Linked DNA regions of Sus scrofa: region 2 is linked to region 1. Evidence: chromatin contacts called from public promoter capture Hi-C data. All regions are on one chromosome and are shown on one strand. Each heading gives the region's core, a stretch centred on a gene start, on an enhancer-like site or on the middle of the called end of the contact. The rest is flanking DNA. Distances are from core to core; before and after follow the strand shown. Region 1 holds the start of SFSWAP (splicing factor, suppressor of white-apricot homolog). Region 2 holds the start of RAN (GTP-binding nuclear protein Ran).

What was found. Promoter capture Hi-C pulls out the DNA fragments that hold promoters and counts their contacts.
Region 2: a promoter capture Hi-C map of liver shows a contact between it and region 1, with 8 times the contacts expected there. The contact joins the promoter of RAN here to the promoter of SFSWAP in region 1. A contact is called at or near these places in 2 of 5 promoter capture datasets (fetal skeletal muscle and liver) and 2 of 2 datasets of contacts at active chromatin or transcription factors (alveolar macrophages and skeletal muscle).

What each region holds. Positions count from the first base shown.
Region 1 is chr14:23,592,970-23,596,029 of Sscrofa11.1, forward strand. It overlaps SFSWAP (splicing factor, suppressor of white-apricot homolog), which reads right to left and starts at 1,283. Exons shown (of 18, transcript XM_003132856.4): 1 at 710-1,283. The coding sequence starts at 927.
Region 2 is chr14:24,316,661-24,319,848 of Sscrofa11.1, forward strand. It overlaps RAN (GTP-binding nuclear protein Ran), which reads right to left and starts at 1,364. Exons shown (of 7, transcript XM_021072701.1): 1 at 1,103-1,364; 2 at 476-521; 3 at 1-44. The coding sequence starts at 511.

The DNA of each region.
Region 1 (3,060 bases), core at 33-2,532:
TTGATTTGAAAAGAACACATCTGTATCCCAGGTCCACCCTTCAGTTTTAAGAGACAGTGAAACCAGCCCTAAGAACGCTACCTCTAAGAGCAAGGCCAGGGTCTGCACGAAGTCAACTGGCCTCCAACTGATTGGCAACTTCACCTCCAGCCTGTATCTGTCAAACTCATCCGATTAACACAGGATAGGGGAGGAGTCTGGGGCGGGGGATGGGGGGGAGTCAAGCCGGCAAAATACTGGCGCTCCACACAGACCGCTGGGGGTATAGAACTCTTGGGGTCCAAGAAGTTCCTAACTGCGGCATCAGCGTGCGGCGTTTCGGGCTGCCCTCCCACCACACCGAACTGTGGGAGCGCGGAGGGCCCAGAGACCTGGTCAGGAGAGGCCCAGGGCCCGGGCAGCCCCCATTGCCCAGGGTGGCAACTGCAACCCAGCGACAAGGGTGAGAGGTCGCGGGGCGCTGCGGGAGCAGAGACGGTTACCTCCGGCGACAGACGCGGCACGCAGCTCCAGCCAGTGCCTTAGGGCAGGTTTCACCATCCCCCCCCCACAAAAGCCAGGAGGATGCGGGGACAGGGGAGGGGGGGTGTCCCCCAGATCCCCGATGGCTCCAGAAAACCCCTTTTCAGTCCTGGCCATCAAGTCAACATCAGACGAAATCAAGCGGGCGAGGGAAGGGGAGGACCGGCGGGTGGGGGGTGGAACCGACCTGTCGATGAGGATCTTGTGGTCCCCCATCCAGGGGATGAGGTGCTGTCCCTGTTCCTGGGCCAGGGCCCGCTCGTCATCTCGGAACAGTTTGCAGGCATAGCCGAAGACCAGCAGCTCCACTCGGTTCCCCCCACCGCCGGCACCGCCGGGCCCGGCCTCCTCCTTCACGCCGCTTTTCCTCTCGGTTTTGGCGCGGCCTCCACTAGCGCCGTACATGACAGCGTCCCCGGCGTCCAGGCTGGTTGTCTTCTGCGCCGCGCCGATATCCCCGATGCCTCCGCCTGGCCTACCCCCTCAGTCAAAAGCGCCGCATCCCGGCCCCAACCTCGACACCGCCGCCATAGCGGGCAACAAAATGGAGGGAGCGCAACTTCCGGAGAGGGGCGTCCCTACTTCCGGCGAGCAGACTCGGCAGATTCGCTCTCTCACCGGAGCCGTTTGCGCCGCTAGAAAATATTTGTCTTGAGCCTTTCGCATTCGGAGGCGCCACCACGTTAGGGGCTGTTGTTATCAGGGAAGAGCGGGTTTTTAGTGTTGATTTTCTCAGACGGCCGTCCGGAGCGGTAGCGAAAGCGCGGCGTCGGATTCCGCGCCGCCTGCAACCGGGCAGGTCCCCGCGCTGGGCGGAAGGAGGATGGGTGTTTAGGACCCGTGAGCGGCTTGGTGGGGCGGATACTCTCCGCTCCTGGGCGAGGTTTCCTGTTCCCTGCCGCCGGCTCCGGCCCTGGACCCATGCGCGCTGGGGCGGGGGTGTTATTTCGGGTGCCCTGGGGCCTTGGGGCCGTGAGGATGGGGGCTCTGGGGCCCAGAGGCCGTGGGGTCTGGGGCTCTGGGGCCGGGGTACCATGGGATCGGGTGCTCTGGGGGCTGGAGGCCGTGGGGTCGGGGGCTCTGGAGCCCAGGGCACCGACAAGGCCCTGGGATGAGTCACATGGCTTTTCTAAGCCCTGGTCCTGGGGGTCACGCTCCCTGTCTCGCTTCCCTCGGAAGGTTTCCTGAGTGTAAGTCAGAAAGCTTAGTAAGTCGTGAAGCTCCTCGTGGTGATGGATCTTGGGGTCCTGGGACCCCCATGGGAGAAAAGTGTTGAGGGGAGGTGGTGGGGACCCAGTTCTTTGATGCCAGTCAGTTGGATGCCGGGTGACTTGGCTAGGTAGTTCCTCTTTGGCGTCGGTTTTCTTCTATTTTCTTTTTGCTTTTTTTATTTGTATTTTTAGGGCCACACCTGCAGCTTATGGCGGTTCTCATGCCAGGGGTGGAATCGGAGCTGTAGCCTCCAGCCTACGCTGCTGCCTCAGCAACGCCAGATCTGAGCCGCGTCTGCAATCAAACCACAGCTCTTGGCAAGACTGGATCCTTAACCCACTGAGCGAGGCCAGGGATAGAACCTGCATCCTCGTAGATACTAGTCAGATTCCTTTCCTCTGAGCCACAACGGGAACGCTTGGCCTCGGTTTTCCACCTGCGGTTCCATTAGGAGCTTTCCAGCTCTTTTAGCTCAGCCTCCAAAGTTCGGCCTCAGTCAAGGGGCCAGCTTGCAAAGGCACTGACTTAGGGACCAGAGCTCCATTTCTACTCTGGGGCCAAAATCTCTGGGGGTGAGATAGTCATTTGCCTTTGCGGGCCATGTTCCTTCTCCATAAAATAATGACACGCCTTTCTGCTAGTAAGGTTGAACTGAGATAAGGTATATAATAAACGTTAATAGGTTTTAAAAGATTAAGCCACAGGTGGTTTCCTCTCTAGGGGCCTTCCCTCTTCTGATTTCTCTGGCTGGGTCACCCTTCTGGCTTTTCATGTGACAGGCTCTTCATCCAGATCCAGCTGTTAACTCAGACTGGCTGTAGCTGTCTACGCTATATAGAGTTTTCCTTCACTGTTTCTCTCTGCCTTTGCAGCACTCCCCAGCACCCCTGTTACACACTGCGAGTAGCCCCTCGTTAGGATTAGCTTCAGGGGAGCAGGGTTTTGTTGGGATCACCCGAGCATCCCCAGTGTCTAGAAAAGCCTGGCACACAATGGGCCAAATACTGATCCATATCTGTAGAATAAGTGGCCCAGGAGCTGAGCATGACCAGGCAAATGTCTTCCACCGAGGAGATCTGCTGTACCTCCCTTGGTTACTTGATAAGCCCCCCTCTTGGTTACTCCTGAACATGTGCTGATCTTGGGGTTGCTAGGCTCACCTGGCAATTTCCTTGGTTTCCGGAAGTGGGATAAGGCCCTGAGTTAACTCCCAGTCCTCTTCTCTTTCTGAGTCTCAGTTTTCTCATCTGTAAAATGAGGATAGTTCAGCATTCTCTGCTTCAGAAGGCTGTTGGAGATCTTGAATCTAATTATGTATGCCAGGGT
Region 2 (3,188 bases), core at 114-2,613, 720 kb after region 1:
ACGAATGTAGTTTTCCCAGTACCACCATCACCAACCAATACAAGCTGTCGAAAGACATTTTTGAAATAAACACCAAGACACGCAACATTTCAGGATCTCAGAATTATGTAGTTAAGATTTTATGGACACCCATTGCACTTACATAACAGAACTTTAAATATCCCTTAAGTATATTTAAAACAAAGAATCTTAATGAAGCTGCCCTGTCCCATATTAATGAATGACTGGAGCCAATGAAACTTCCCTTGCCCAGCTTCCCTATCCGTAGGGTGGGGCCAGCACCCCCACCCCGTTATCGGGGGGCTGAAGGCCCTGCCGCGGCACGAACATGTTGGCAGACGAAGTGGGCCTTCGACACAGGTTTGCGGTCATAAAGGAGACCCTGTGAAACCCGTTTGGACAAGAGCCCCCCCCCCCCGCAGATCCCCTCCTCAGGTCCACAGCAGCAGATCCCCAACTCACGAGGATTACCTACTTTGAACTGAACTTGGGGCTCTCCTTGGGCAGCCATCGTGATGTTACTGCGAGAGAAGGAGAAAGAAGTGAGGCCCGCTGCACAGCGGCGCGGGCCGCATGGCCCGACCCGCCCCACGTGCCCGGGCCCACAAAGGCCTCCAACCCGGAGCCCCGCCGCCCACTCCCCCTCCCCCGACACCGCACGCGGGCGGCCGAGGGCGCGCCAATGGCGACGGCGGCGCTGCTCCTCAGCCGGGCTCCTCCGGCCGCCGGGGCCCGGCGCGCGCCCAGTCGGCGCGGAGGCCGGGCGAAAGGGAGGCTCGCTCGGCGCGGAGACCGGGGCGCGGAAAGCGCCTGGTCACGGTAGCACAACCAGGCCCAGCCGCCCCTGGCCCCCGCCAGGACCCTCCAGCCCGATCTCCCCTCCGCCTGGCCGCCCCGGGGACCCTCTCCGCCCGCCCGGCCCACTGCGGCCCGGGTTCCGGCGCCGGCCCGGGGCCTCCGCGGCCAGGAAAGAGAGCTTTCCACCTGACACCTAGGCCCCGCGAAACCACCTCCTCATGGCTGCCGCTAGCCACAGCCACCGGGACGCCCCGACCCCCCCATCCCCGCCTTGGCTCCTCGGCCTCCACCCTTGCCCCGCTACCTTCCAGAAGCGTCTCCGCGCCCGTCTGACTGAGGGCTAGAAAGATGGCGGAAGCGCAATTCAAATGCCCGGAGACGCAGACGACGCCGGCGCGCGCCGGGGGAGGGCGGGGCAACGGCGCCGCGCCGCTCCCACGTGGCCCGGCGCGCGCGCGCGCGCGCACACGCACACAGCACAGCTTTGGCGGCCGCACCCGTCGTCCAGGAGGGAGAGGCTCCCGGAGCCCCGGACGCGGGAGGCCCGGCGGTCGCGCGCACGCACGTCGGGCTGCCGGGCCACGTGCGCCAGCCTAGAGGGCGGGTTCCCGCGCGCGCATGCGCTGACAGCGACGCGGCGCGCCCTGTTGCCGCCGCGGGAACAGAGCTGGGAGGAGAGGGCCGAGGCCCCCTTGGGCGGGAAACTCGCGGGGTGGCCCACACAAAGCCTTTGACCCCCCCCCCCCTCGCAGCTGTACGAACGCGGCACCGCAGGCCCCGAGCGGGCGCCATGTTGGGGTGCGTGCTGCCCCACCCCCACCCACCGGTATTCTGGCCCCTGCCCTTGACCCTCACCCCCATCTCAGTAAGGACCTTCTGGAGAGTAAAAGAAGCAAAGACCAATGTCTTTCCCATCCTGAAATGCCAGTCACTTTTTTCTCTGAGCATCTAAGTGGTCAGCAGCCTTTGTGGCCCTATTCTGCAAACAGGATGATGCAATGTAGTGTTTCCACCTTGGCAGCTCTTCTGAGACAAACAGGCATGCAGTCATTGAGTATTTAGGTTCCAGTCATTGAGTATTTAGGTTCCAGACTCTTGTGAGGGTAAGGCTGTCAAGGGTCCAGACAAGAACTGTGCACTCATAGAACTTAATTCTCCAGGGCATATCCACCTGTGGCCATTGTCCAAGAGAGAAAATGAGGTACACCTCAAACTCAACAAGTGTTGGTTATTCCCATTCACTTGCTTTGAGCAAAGCCGTTGGCCAAACGGAGCCCTCCCACCTCACATCGTAAATCTAAAGGCCAGGTTTTGGCATTTGTCTGAACAGCCACAGATTCTCAAACTGATATGGTTTTGTTTGTCTTTTTGCCTTTTTCAGGGCCGCTCCCAACGCTTATGGAGATTCCCAGGCCAGGGGTCTACCAGGCCAGGGGTCTAATCGCAGCTGTAGATGCCCGCCTCCGCCACAGCCCCAGCAAAGCAGGATCCGAGCCACCTCTGCAACCTGCACCACAGCTAACGGCAACACCGGATCCTTAACCCACTGAGCAAGTCCAGGGATTGAAGCCACATCCTCATGGTTCCTAGTCTGATTCGTTAACCACTGAGCCACGACAAGGAACTCCTCAAACTGATATGTTGATCCCCTCTCCCCAAGCAAGCATATCAGGATAGCCAAGTTCCTCAAAAGATTCCACCTTGGGGACTCTTCTCAGAGCAAAGAGAACCCAAATGACCAAGGAGTTAGCCACATAGTCCTGAGCATACTTGCAGGCTAGTCTACTGGGAACTCGTGATATATTGGACACAGCACATCTGAGCACATGCCTGCTGCAAAGTCAAGTCTGAGGACTCCCTAGACACCCCCCACGAAAACATCAAGTAGAGCTGATGCCCCTGGTGAGAGTGTAAATTGGTTTGGCCTCTTGGGAGAGTAGAATGGAATAAAACACACATTAATGTCCATAGCTCATGACCATCTATTTCCATTTCTAGGGAGATGCCCTAGAGTTCAACTCACACATATGCCCAAGGAGATAAGTTATCCCAATGCTCCCTGCCATATGATAATAACAAAAGATTAATTTTATGTAAATGTCCATTGATAGGAAAATGTATAAATAAACTTATACTGTGAGTTTCCTGTACAGCTTTTTAAAATTTATTTATTTATTTTTTGTGTTTTTGTTTTTGTTTTTTTGCTATTTCTTTGGGCCGCTCCCGCGGCACATGGAGGTTCCCAGGCTAGGGGTCGAATCAGAGCTGTAGCCACCGGCCTACACCAGAGCCACAGCAACGTGGAATCCGAGCCGTGTCTTCGACCTACACCACAGCTCACAGCAACACCAGATGGTTAACCCACTGAGCAAGGGCAGGGACCAAACCCG